2 separate regions of the Mus musculus genome follow, and region 1 is linked to region 2. Evidence: chromatin contacts called from public HiChIP or PLAC-seq data. All regions are on one chromosome and are shown on one strand. The core of a region is the stretch at or near the end of the contact, and the rest is flanking DNA. Distances in the headings are between cores, read along the strand shown. Region 1 overlaps Rad21 (RAD21 cohesin complex component). Region 2 holds the start of Eif3h (eukaryotic translation initiation factor 3, subunit H).

What was found. HiChIP or PLAC-seq counts read pairs in DNA pulled down with a chosen protein or histone mark.
Region 1: an H3K27ac HiChIP or PLAC-seq map of embryonic stem cells shows a contact between it and region 2, with 15 read pairs. The contact joins the enhancer-like site here to the promoter of Eif3h in region 2. A contact is called at or near these places in 5 of 39 promoter capture datasets (the C10 cell line, erythroid cells, liver and 1 more), 14 of 484 Hi-C or Micro-C datasets (B cells, CD8 T cells, LSK cells and 10 more), 8 of 115 datasets of contacts at active chromatin or transcription factors (astrocytes, bone marrow-derived macrophages, embryonic stem cells and 3 more) and 3 of 9 other capture datasets (adipose tissue, liver and pancreatic islet).

What each region holds. Positions count from the first base shown.
Region 1 is chr15:51,976,998-51,982,394 of GRCm38.p6, reverse strand. Rad21 (RAD21 cohesin complex component) reads left to right here. Exons shown (of 14, transcript NM_009009.4): 3 at 4,221-4,350. Among named protein-coding and RNA genes, the nearest start is that of Gm52217, 11 kb to the left of the region's middle. Within about 2 kb of position 3,779, at least 18 of the 459 cell types and tissues checked have an H3K27ac peak or open chromatin away from gene starts, as enhancers often do. A contact at or near this core is called in embryonic stem cells and pancreatic islet, where this site is marked.
Region 2 is chr15:51,862,372-51,867,919 of GRCm38.p6, reverse strand. Eif3h (eukaryotic translation initiation factor 3, subunit H) reads left to right here and starts at 2,459. Exons shown (of 8, transcript NM_080635.1): 1 at 2,459-2,594. The coding sequence starts at 2,463.

The DNA.
Region 1 (5,397 bases), core at 2,530-5,029, 110 kb before region 2:
ATTTAAGATAACAATGATCATAATGTATAGACTGATTGAAAATTTCTCTTTAGAATCGCTAGCTTGACTCACATTGGTATTAATATGTATGTATGTATGTATGTGTATGTATATATATATATATATATATAGAGAGAGAGAGTTGATAGTTATTGTAGGAAGAGTGAGGGATCCAGAGGGTAATGAGCTGGGATGGAAGGTCATGTCCTTCCTAGAACAGTTCTAATTTGAAGTTTTTAACAACATGAAGACTTGACAGCCTAGAGAAATCCTTTCATAGTATTTGCTTTTCTGCTAGGATATTGAAACTGCATATGTTGTACACAGTATTAGTTTTATTGTCAACATAAGAGTAAGTTATATTGTCTTGTAATTGACTACATTCAGAAACTATGTTTATAGCTCATTTAATTGTTGCACACACCAGAGTCCGTTACCTGCAGAATTTACAGGATTTGAAGCAGACCTCAGCTGGGGTGAAGTCATTCATAAGATCAGTATAAGACTTTAAGTCTGGAACTATAAGTCATTGTTTGGGTTGAGTGTGGCTTTCCTATGCCTCCTCTGTTGGGATAGTTTACATTATTTCTAACTTTTTGAACTCCTAATTCTGTTCTGTGTAATCCAGCCATTGAAGCCACGGCAGCAAAATGATATAGTAGAGAAAAGGTGGTCTTTTCAGGCCAGGGAGATGGCTTAAGGAGTAAAAGTGCTTGATGTGTAAGCCTAATGACCTGAGCTCGGGTCCCTAGAACTCAGTAAAAGCAGACTGAGGTGACTCTGATCCTGTGGCGAGAAAGGCTTTGGAAAAAGGAAACTCCTCCTCCTGCCACCACCCCAGCCCCACTGCACAGAGGCTCCTCGGCTAGTTATAGTGCAGTTCACAGCACAGTGGTAAACTAGGAGAGACGGGCCCTTGTTTGCCTTTAAAAAAAGGACAGACAGACAGACAAATGCACGAGGAGAAGCCCAACAGTGGTTCAGTAGGTTAAGTTATTTGCTTAAGGTGGACCGAACCATGTGAGTTGAGTCTCTGGGACCTATGTAGTAGAAGTACCTACTCCTGCAAATTGTCCTCTGGCAAACAGACAAATGTGCCCACTAAATAAATGTAATTAGAAAAAATGGTGGTGGGCAAATTCTGAGCCCTGGTGTTGTTCTGTAATCCTATAGACATGTATGCACATAAACATTATACCTGCATATTTAACAGTTGAAGAGTAAATGTTTTTCTTAAAGGGTGGTCTTATTTAATAAATAGTGCTAGAACAAATGATATCAGCATGTATGAAGACAAATCTGGAGACATAACTTATTTCTTGTAAAAATAAGTTAACTCAGGGTCATAGGCCTAAAATGTGAAGTATAAAACTAGAATATAACCTATTAAGACTCAAAAAAAGCCTATGATGAAATATGCCAAAAATTTTAGGCAGATGTTAACTGTAAGCCCAAAGTCTTTTTCCTTGATACTTACCCAGAAGTAGTTGAAAACTTAATGTCTATATTTAAAAACAAAGAGATGTTCATAGCATCTTTACTCAGACTTGCCACAACATACAAAGCGTTTAGGAGCTCCTCAGTGGATGTGTTGATAAAAACTGGCCTATGCATAGACTGCTCTGCAAAGGCTTTCTACTGCAGAGTTCTGACTGCAGGACACGCTTGGAAAGGCACGGCTGGCTACAAAGGTAGTGAAAATCTGAGGGGTTGGGGCAAGAAGGAAGTATGAGTAGGCAGACCACAGGCTTGATTTAGAGCAGTAGAGCTGTCTGCCATAACTGTGATGGTGAGTTCATGACCCTGTCCATTTAGTCCATCTAAGTGTAGAGGTACTTGAAAACCAAAAGTGGGCTTTGGGTTACCATATATTGCTGTATAATTTATCACTTATAAATGTACCAGTATGCCGGGTGATACAGAGAGTAGGCCACTCCTGCTGGAACAGGGGAGTGTACAGGAAATACCTACTTTTCCTTACTCATGTGTGAGTGAAAGGTGCTCTGAAAATGTGCTGGCTATAGCAGACATTGTACTACAGCTCAGAATAGAGCTTTTTAAAATTCAGTCCTAAAAATACAGTGCCATGTACAATAAACATGCACGTATGGAACTATATGTATGTGCAGGGTTTACTGTCTGCACATAAAAACATACACACACAAAGCCTACAGTATGCTTTCTGTGCACTAGTTGGAAAGCAGAAGTTCGTGTACACACACACACACACACACACACACACGTGCATACTTGTTGACAGAAGATGAGACTGGAGAGATAGCATTCTTTTCTTTCTTTTTTTTTTTTTCCTTTTATTTTTGTTTTTGTTTGTTGTTGTTGTTGTTTCGTGACAGGGTTTTTCTGTGTAGCCCTGGCTGTCCTGGAACTCACTTTGTAGACCAGGCTGGCCTCGAACTCAGAAATCCACCTGCCTCTGCCTCCCAAGTGCTGGGATTAAAGGCATGTGCCACCACACCCAGCGCATTCTTTTTTTTAATATCCATAAATCTCAAAACTACTTTGGCTCTAAGGATACTTGTTATAATGTACATAGAGTACTTTGTACACTACAAAAAGTCTGAGAGATAAGAGTGTGTTAGCAGGCATATGTATCAAAAGATGGCCTAGGCGGCCATCACTGGAAAGAGAGGCCCATTGGACTTGCAAACTTTATATGCCCCAGTACAGGGGAATGCCAGGGCCAAAAAGGGGGAGTGGGTGGGTAGGGGAGTGGGGGTGGGTGGGTATGGGGGACTTTTGGTATAGCATTGGAAATGTAAATGAGCTAAATACCTAATAAAAAATGGGAAAAAAAAGAGTGTGTTAGCAGATATAGATAGTTTGACATTAAAGATAACTGGTGGACCCCACAAATTACTCACTTAACATTTTTCAATCATTGTGGGTCTTTATTAGGGTTTAGTGTAATATGGTGTGAAGCTATTGGCCCAGGGAGCTGGCCTGAAACTGCTGAGCATTTCATGCTGAGGAAATGGTTTATTTGTTGAGGTTGGGGTTGCTCTGCCTTACCTGGGAGCTTCTATGAACTTTCCCAACTCCTCCCATTTGAAGAACCATCCCAGGCCCCCTTTGTTTAGCATATAGCCGGTGGCCAACTTACTGTATTTACATCCTTCTGCTTAAAGCACGTCTTACCTAACTTTACCCACTCTAAACCAAACTAGTACAGGCGCTACATTTGGAGGTTGCTCATTGTAGACATGGAAGGGGTTCTGTCATTCTTTCTGTGTCCTGGATTTGATCAGATTTGTTATTATTTGAGAGGTCTAAAAATTTACAGTAGCAAGTTTGTTAGTCTTGCTTTAAATCACATAAGATGACCATAAATACAGAGGCTAGATTGCAGAGGAGTCCTAGACAGATGCGGTGCTAACATACAATGGACATAATTTTAAACATATCTTTTAATGAGTATGTTTTTACCATAGAATTTGGGAAGCTTGAGTTTATGGTATGATTTGAATGAAGAACTATCTGGGGGAACTTTTGAGTTCATGTTTTTTATTCTTTGAATTATTTGTAGCCAGGAAAGTTTTGAATATTTCTGTGTCTGTTTAGGTCATTATTGTGTCTTCTGATCTAGTATTAGGAAGTAATTAACAGTGCTTAACAAAAGGAAAAGTGTTAAAGGGACATTCCAAGACAGATCTAATTGGTCCCTAGCACAGAGATGAGCCAAAGCCTTAGCTCGTTGACTGTCCTTTGGTGCATCATCACCCACACAGCAGGAAAGGGAGAAGACAGAGACATTCTGTTATTTCAAAGCCCTTCTCAGAAATCCGCTGGCAAGCCCCACCTTTCTTTCTCAGTTGACTGAGGTATGTGTGTGCGCCTGCTCAATAAGACGTTTTAACCGACAGGTCTGAAATAATCTTTCTTTTTTTTAAGGCCAGGAGTGTTTGCTTCTAAAACAAAATCACAATCCTTGGTGTGCTGATGGCAACATCCATGGGAAGATCGGCTTTCTGCTTCATAGCTGCCTTTATGTCTAAGTGAATTTATGAATTACTGTCGTTTAGTCTGTGTTAGGGGAGTTAGGAAATGGTAAGGTGCAAATATTTATTAACCGACTTTAAATCACCCAGAAAATAAAGAAAAAGCACAAGATCCTTATAAATAGCACAGGATATGCACTTTCCAGTACACTGCCCTCGAATGTAATCCACTGACCGTGGATGTAATGCTCATCTCTTGCTCAGGTGAAGATGGCGCTGCGGACGTCAGGACACCTTCTCCTGGGAGTAGTCCGCATCTATCACAGGAAAGCCAAATACCTCCTCGCAGACTGTAATGAAGCATTTATTAAAATAAAGATGGCGTTTCGGCCAGGTAGTGTGCCTTTCTTTGTTTTTTAACCTGTGAGGCTTCCCATACCATGGTGGAAACTGCTAATTGTGTGTTCTAGATAGGTGTGGTTTTTTTCATAGCAGCTCCCATTGTAGGGAGCACTGTCCATTTTTAGACTCGGTGTTTACCTAGTCTCAGCAGCTTGCAGCAGCTGAGTCATCGGAGCAGACATGCTGCAAACTGTTGATGTGTGAATTATAAAAGGTGGCTCAAAATGCAACTGGGTGGGGGGCTGGCTTTTTCCCCCTGAACAGTCTTAACATAATTTTAAAATCACATGCACTTTTAATCCTGAGACATTTCATTTAATGGTCTTTGTCGTGTCAGTTTTACAGTTTTGCTTGAGGTAAGATTTGGTTCTAGAACCAACCAAAGTAAATAGTATCTGTAGTATTCATCTGGACTCACATTCTACAATTTGAAATGATGAAATGTTGCTGTTTTAAATGATCAGACTATGTGCTGCGGATAGTGGAGTTGTCAGGGTGCTTGGAGGCAAGCACGGAGGGCCTGAGGGCAGTCTCCAGTGACGATGGAAAAGGCTGGCAATGGTGGCCCCTGCCTCTGCTGTGTACTGTAGGGAGGAGATGGGCTCATCCCAGGGCCTCTCTGACCAGCTAGCTTTGTAGAATCAGTGAGATAGACGTGATGTGTCAGGGTGCTTTTATATAGCAGCTTCCGTTGATGCTATATTCTAATACTTCTATTTTAGTACATGATAGTAAACTACCTACTACTTTATTTTTGTGTGATAAAGTATATTTATTGCATATAGCACGCTAGACAGTAGTTTTTTTTGTTTTTCGGTTTTTCGAGACAGGGTTTCTCTGTGTAGCCCTGGCTGTCCTGGAACTCACTTTGTAGACCAGGCTGGCCTCGAACTCAGAAATCCGCCTGCCTCTGCCTCCCAAGTGCTGGGATTAAAGGCATGTGCCACCACGTAGACAGTAATTTTTTTGTCCTTTATAGTTGTCATGTTATTTTTAAATACTTTTATCTGGAAAATTTTGAACATAGCCAACATTTTGT
Region 2 (5,548 bases), core at 1,210-3,709:
CTTATTCAGTCGTCATCGGAGAAGCTTCCTCTGCGTCTGAATGGGAACAAATTCAGAAATCTACAACCAGACATTACACAGACACACTGACACAGACCACACAGCCACACACACACACACACACACACACACACACACAAACACACACACACACACACACACATGCGCACACGGTGGGGGTTGGAGGAGGGAGGAGAGACAGAGACAGAGACAGAGAGAAACAGAAACAGAAACAGAGAGAGCCAGGTACAGAGACAGACAGAGATAGATCCAGGAATAAACAGCTTTAAAGAGATGTCTTCATTAAATCCTTCCTCTGGGAGCTAAGGGAATCCCGTAGAACAGAATAGAGGCAGAATAAGTGTAAGAACCAGAGGGGATGGAGCACACCAGGAGAACAAGTCCCTCTAAATCTACTGAGCAAGGCTCACATGAATGCACAGAGACTGAAGCTGCCAGTACAGGGCCTACATGGGGGCTGCACCAGGTCCTTCATGGATAGATTATATTTTCCAGTTTAGTTTTTTTGTTTGTTTGTTTAGTTTGATTTCTGTTTTTTCTTTTTCTTTTCTTGTTTTTGTTTTTGTTTTTTGTTTTTGTTTTTCAAGACAGGGTTTCTCTGTGTCGCCTTGGCTGTCCTGGAACTCACTCTGTAGATCAGGATGGCCTCGAACTCAGAAATCCACTTGCCTCTGCCTCCCAAGTGCTGGGATTAAAGGCATGCACCACCACGCCCAGCCCAATTTCTGTTTTTTTTTTCAAGGCAGGGTTTCTCTGTGGTTCTGGCTGTCCTGGAACTTGCCCTGGATCAGGCTGAGTTTAAACTCCTAGATATTTGCCTGCCATTATCTCCCCAGTGCTGGGATTAAAGGCAAGTGCCACTACCTAACTGGCACAATTTTTAAAACAATTTACCTTTTTTTGTTTTTTGTTTTTTTGTTTTTTGAGACAGGGTTTCTCTGTGTAGCCCTGGCTGTCCTGGCACTCTGTAGACCAGGCTGGCCTCGAACTCAGAAATCCACCTGCCTCTGCCTCCCAAGTGTTGGGATTAAAGGCATGCACCACCACGCACGGCTTAAAATAATTTAAACATTTATATTTGAGTACTTTGGTGCTGAACTCTGGGTCTTTACTTCGGCTGGCTCGTCTAATACAGATCTGGTGATGGAAAGGTAGCTAGTAGGGACTTCTCTGAAGGGACTCTAGCCAGCCCAAGCACTGCAGGCATCGATCTGTTAGGCCTTGCCCTTCTCCCCCCATTCCCTCCATCAAACCAAACCAACAGATTGCATTCCTAAAGCTAGCCAACAAGGTCCATTCCCTTATTTGGCCACTTCCTCCTCCTGTGGATGACTACCAAAGTCCAGCTATCAAAGGAAGTCCAGCACTCAGCACCTCCCTTGGCTCACCTAATTAACATACCCAATTAAAATTAAGCACTTCATCCTAATATGGGTTTTCCCCTTCACCTTTACAAGCTGCCATTGTCACATTTGTGTCCCTGCTTTCCAGAGGCAGTGTCCTGTCAAACTATGTATGTTGTAGGATTAGCTAGTGGATATTTTTTCTTTATAAATACCACACAGTTTTAACTCCCACTTAATTCTTTTGAGAGTTTTATTTCTGCTTTTTAACACCCTGCTACTGCTTTCTAGTGTAACTCTTCTATGATGCACCTTTGATACTTTGTGGAGATTTTCTCTGTGAGCCAGGATGCTAATATTCCTTCTAGACTTGTAGAAGTGGACATTGAATCATTGAATCATTAGTAACATTTTAATCCTTGCTGTCAGATTGATGCATAACAAACCCCAAATAATAGCAACAACAAAAATTAAAGGTTAGCATACAATATTTTCTGCCACAGTGTGACCATTTCATTACTTTTGAATAAGGAGTAGGGAAAAAGTCACTCTAAAGCAGAGAATTATTACAATGGCTTCCTACAACAGATGTAGTGTTTTCCAGTCACGATAATATGTATTTCAGAGCTCATGTCATAGGTCAGCATTATTCGTAGAGTCTGCATTCTGAATACTTACCATGACATCAACTTCCACACTACAACACTACAGAAAAGAACTTCTGAGTATTTTACCCAGGTAAATCTTTCATTTTAGAGACTGATCAAAGTTAACCATGTTTTAGACATTTTCTGTATATTCTGAGTGGGTGTAGAATAATGGCTCTTGCTTCTAAGCTCTTTCTCTGTAGTCAGAGTGACCCTAATCAATTACTGTGGGTTGAGCAGTACGGGCCAAACTCCGCGCGTGCGCAGAGGATTCCCACAATCTCAGGGAGGGTTGGGGGAGGGAGAAACACCACCGAGGAGGCGGGGCCCTGCCCAGCCTGCTTCCAGACACCGCCCCCCCCACCCCCAAAGCCTTAACATAGCGTCACGGAGCCTCGTAGTTCCGCTTCCGGCGCCTCACGCTTCTCTTTCTTCCTGTCTGGCTGGAAACATGGCGTCGCGCAAGGAAGGCACCGGCTCTACCGCCACCTCCTCCGGTTCTGCTGGCGGCGCGGTGGGGAAGGGCAAAGGCAAAGGCGGCTCCGGAGATTCGGCCGTGAAGCAGGTGCAGATCGACGGCCTGGTGAGTGCGGGTTGCGGCCACAGGCCCACGTGTGAGGCTGATCCCTGCCGGGCGCGCTTCCTGCCGCCTTCCCCAGGCGCGGGCTGACCGCGCTCTCCCCTCGGCGCCCTTCTCCTTCATCTTCACTTTTGCTCGAAAGACACCGCAGCCTTCCCTGTTTTCCGACGAGAGACCTGAGTGCTGAGAAACGGGGCCGGAATGGGGGTATGGGACAGCTTGGCGTGGTCTGGCTTTTAGAGGCTCAGGAGAGGAGGGGTTACAACCGAATGACAGTTGTGATGGGAAGGATTTAGGGTTCTGTTTGGGGCTCTAGGGAGAGGAGTGAGGGGAAAGGAAACACCTTGGCTTCCCGGAGGGGCGTTTGCCAAGTGCATTCTCAATAGATTTACTGTGTTAGCGTGTGTTAACTTTACCTGGGCTTGCAGAACTGGGGTAAAACTCTTAGGCAGAGTTCAGCGTGAACCCAAGAAGCCATAGGACACAGCCGTAAGTTTATTTCTGCATAAGATCCATGACTTAGAGTATCTGGGGAAGCTCGGGGGAAGGTAGTGGATGGAAGAGAAAATATGCGAATCTAGAAATGAGGTGGGGTTCTAAGCTTTAGGAACCTTCCTCCTGAAGGTTGTGGTGGCACATGTCTTTACCCTGAGCACAGGTGAGGCCCAGGCAGGCAGAGCTCCACGAGTTTGAGGTCATTTGGCACCGAGATCTTGTCTCAAAAAGAAAACCACAGAGAAAAGAAAAAGGTCATCGTCGTCGTCTTCTTCTTCTCCCTTCTTTCTCCTCCTCCTTCTTTTCTTCTTTTTTCTTTTTTCCCCAAAGCACCCTTTTCTCTCAAACCAGTTTTTAGGTATTATCCATTAGGTATTTTCTAAAGACTTTTTTTTTTTTTTTTTTTTTTTTTCGAGACAGGGTTTCTCTGTGTAGCCCTGGCTGTCCTGGAACTCACTTCGTAGACCAGGCTGGCCTCGAACTCAGAAATCTGCCTGCCTCTGCCTCCCAAGTGCTAGGATTAAAGGCGTGCGCCACCATGCCCGGCTAAAGACTCTTGTAATAGGGATTTTTTAATTTATGTGAAAATTGTGATTGCAGCAGGCAGTGTTTAAGTGGAAATTATTAGTAATTTCACTTTGGACTATAGTTTAGTTAGATTGTCATGAGGCTTTTTTGTGTTTGTTGTTTAATATAACCTGATGTTTATAGACTTAGTCTCTGTGGCCCTAAGAAGTTGGCCTTAACCAGCTTTAGTTACCTCATGTGTTCAGATGGGATTGAGAAGTAGTTAGGCATTGGTGTATCGTTTGGATTATGTGAAAACCTGTATGTGGTGAGCATGGGAGACTGTAAGCTGTGCTTGTTACTGACTGTAATACCTGTGGATGTCAGAGTTTGAAAGATGCAGGGAAGAGCTTAAGTTTAGAAAGCTTTATGCCTCCAGTTAAGTATCACTTGCATAGTACTGTGAAAAAGAAATGTTAGGTTGTTTACTTAGCTGACAGTTTCAGCTTTCAATGGCTTTTTGAGGCAGGTGCCTTTTAGGAATAAATAATACATGTTTAAAGATCGCAAATTAGTTGGTGGGTGGACTTGTAAAGTATCATTTCAACACTTGGAAAGTATTTTAAGTCATAACTTATGTCTTAACTGCATTTTTGTATAATTTGAAACCACTCTTTGAATTACTTGGCTTCTAGAGTTGTAAAAGTCAACAGGTAGGTGTTATAAATCTGCCTGGTAGATGTAATTACAAGTATGTATTTATTTTAGGACTGGGTTTGGACATGGTGGTCCACACCTGTAATCCCAACACTTGGGAAGGTACAGCAGGATTCTGGGGAGTTGTCCAGCAGCCTGGGCTACGTAGTGGGACTGACTGTCAAACACGACACAGTAGAACATACTTTTAGGGCAGTCTTGTAACTGCCGAGCTGTCTCAACAGGAACAGTGTCAGGGTGCCTTAAGATTGCAGCAGGTGGGAACAGACAGGGCCATTTGAGTTCAACCGGCAGGCAGTGGGCCTAGGAAAGTCAAGACACTTATTCTTAGTTCTGGATTCATGGCTCACTGTTTTCTTTTATCTGGGGACTGATTATTGCTCTTCCTAAGAGATTGTGTTAGAAGTTTGGGTGTTGATAGTTTACTATGAAGATACACTTTTCAGTGACAAAAATACTCATGTCTTCACTCAAAAGGGCCTCTTGATTATCAGGGGTCCTGACAAATCATATTGTGACTCAGAAGCTTATGAGTGACCCTGATGAGTTATAAAAAGGGACACTCAGATGGTTAAGTGCCTTTACTTAGTGAGCCATCATGCTGACCCTTAGTTCAAATCTTGGTATTTCCTTTAAAGATATCTTAATTTTTTTTTTCTCATTCATTTAATTTAAAACCTCGAGTCCTAAATCCTTTTATTAGATGCTTTCAGTGAATTCAAGATCCATCAAGGTGTAGTTTTTGCTTACATGTTCTTGGTTTGTGTTGAGTTTTTTTTTTTTTTTTTTCCTCTTCCCAGTTCTTTCTTCACTTTGTCCAGAATGTTCACCTTTGGCCAGTTAGCCATTCCCTGACTAGGTTTGTCTTTTTTTTTTTTTTTTTTTTTTGTCTATGGCATTCCACTTTTTCTCCTTGTCATGTATATTATTGCCACATGTGGCTTAATAGAGCTACGATTTTCATCTATAGTTTAATTTGAATCTGTATGCCTCAGATATGTTCTTGATTCATTTAGAATTCATGGGTTATCCTTTCTGTTATTTGTTTTTGTTTTTGTTTTTGTTTTTGTTTTTGTTTTTGTTTTTGTGGCAGGGTTTCTCTGTAGTTTTGGCTGACCTAGAACTAAGTATGTAGACCAGGCTGGCCTTGAACTTTGAACATTCCGCCTGCCTCTGCCTCTCCTACCATGCCCAACCCAGCAGCTATGGATTACCTATCTTTAGTTATACTAGCCCTT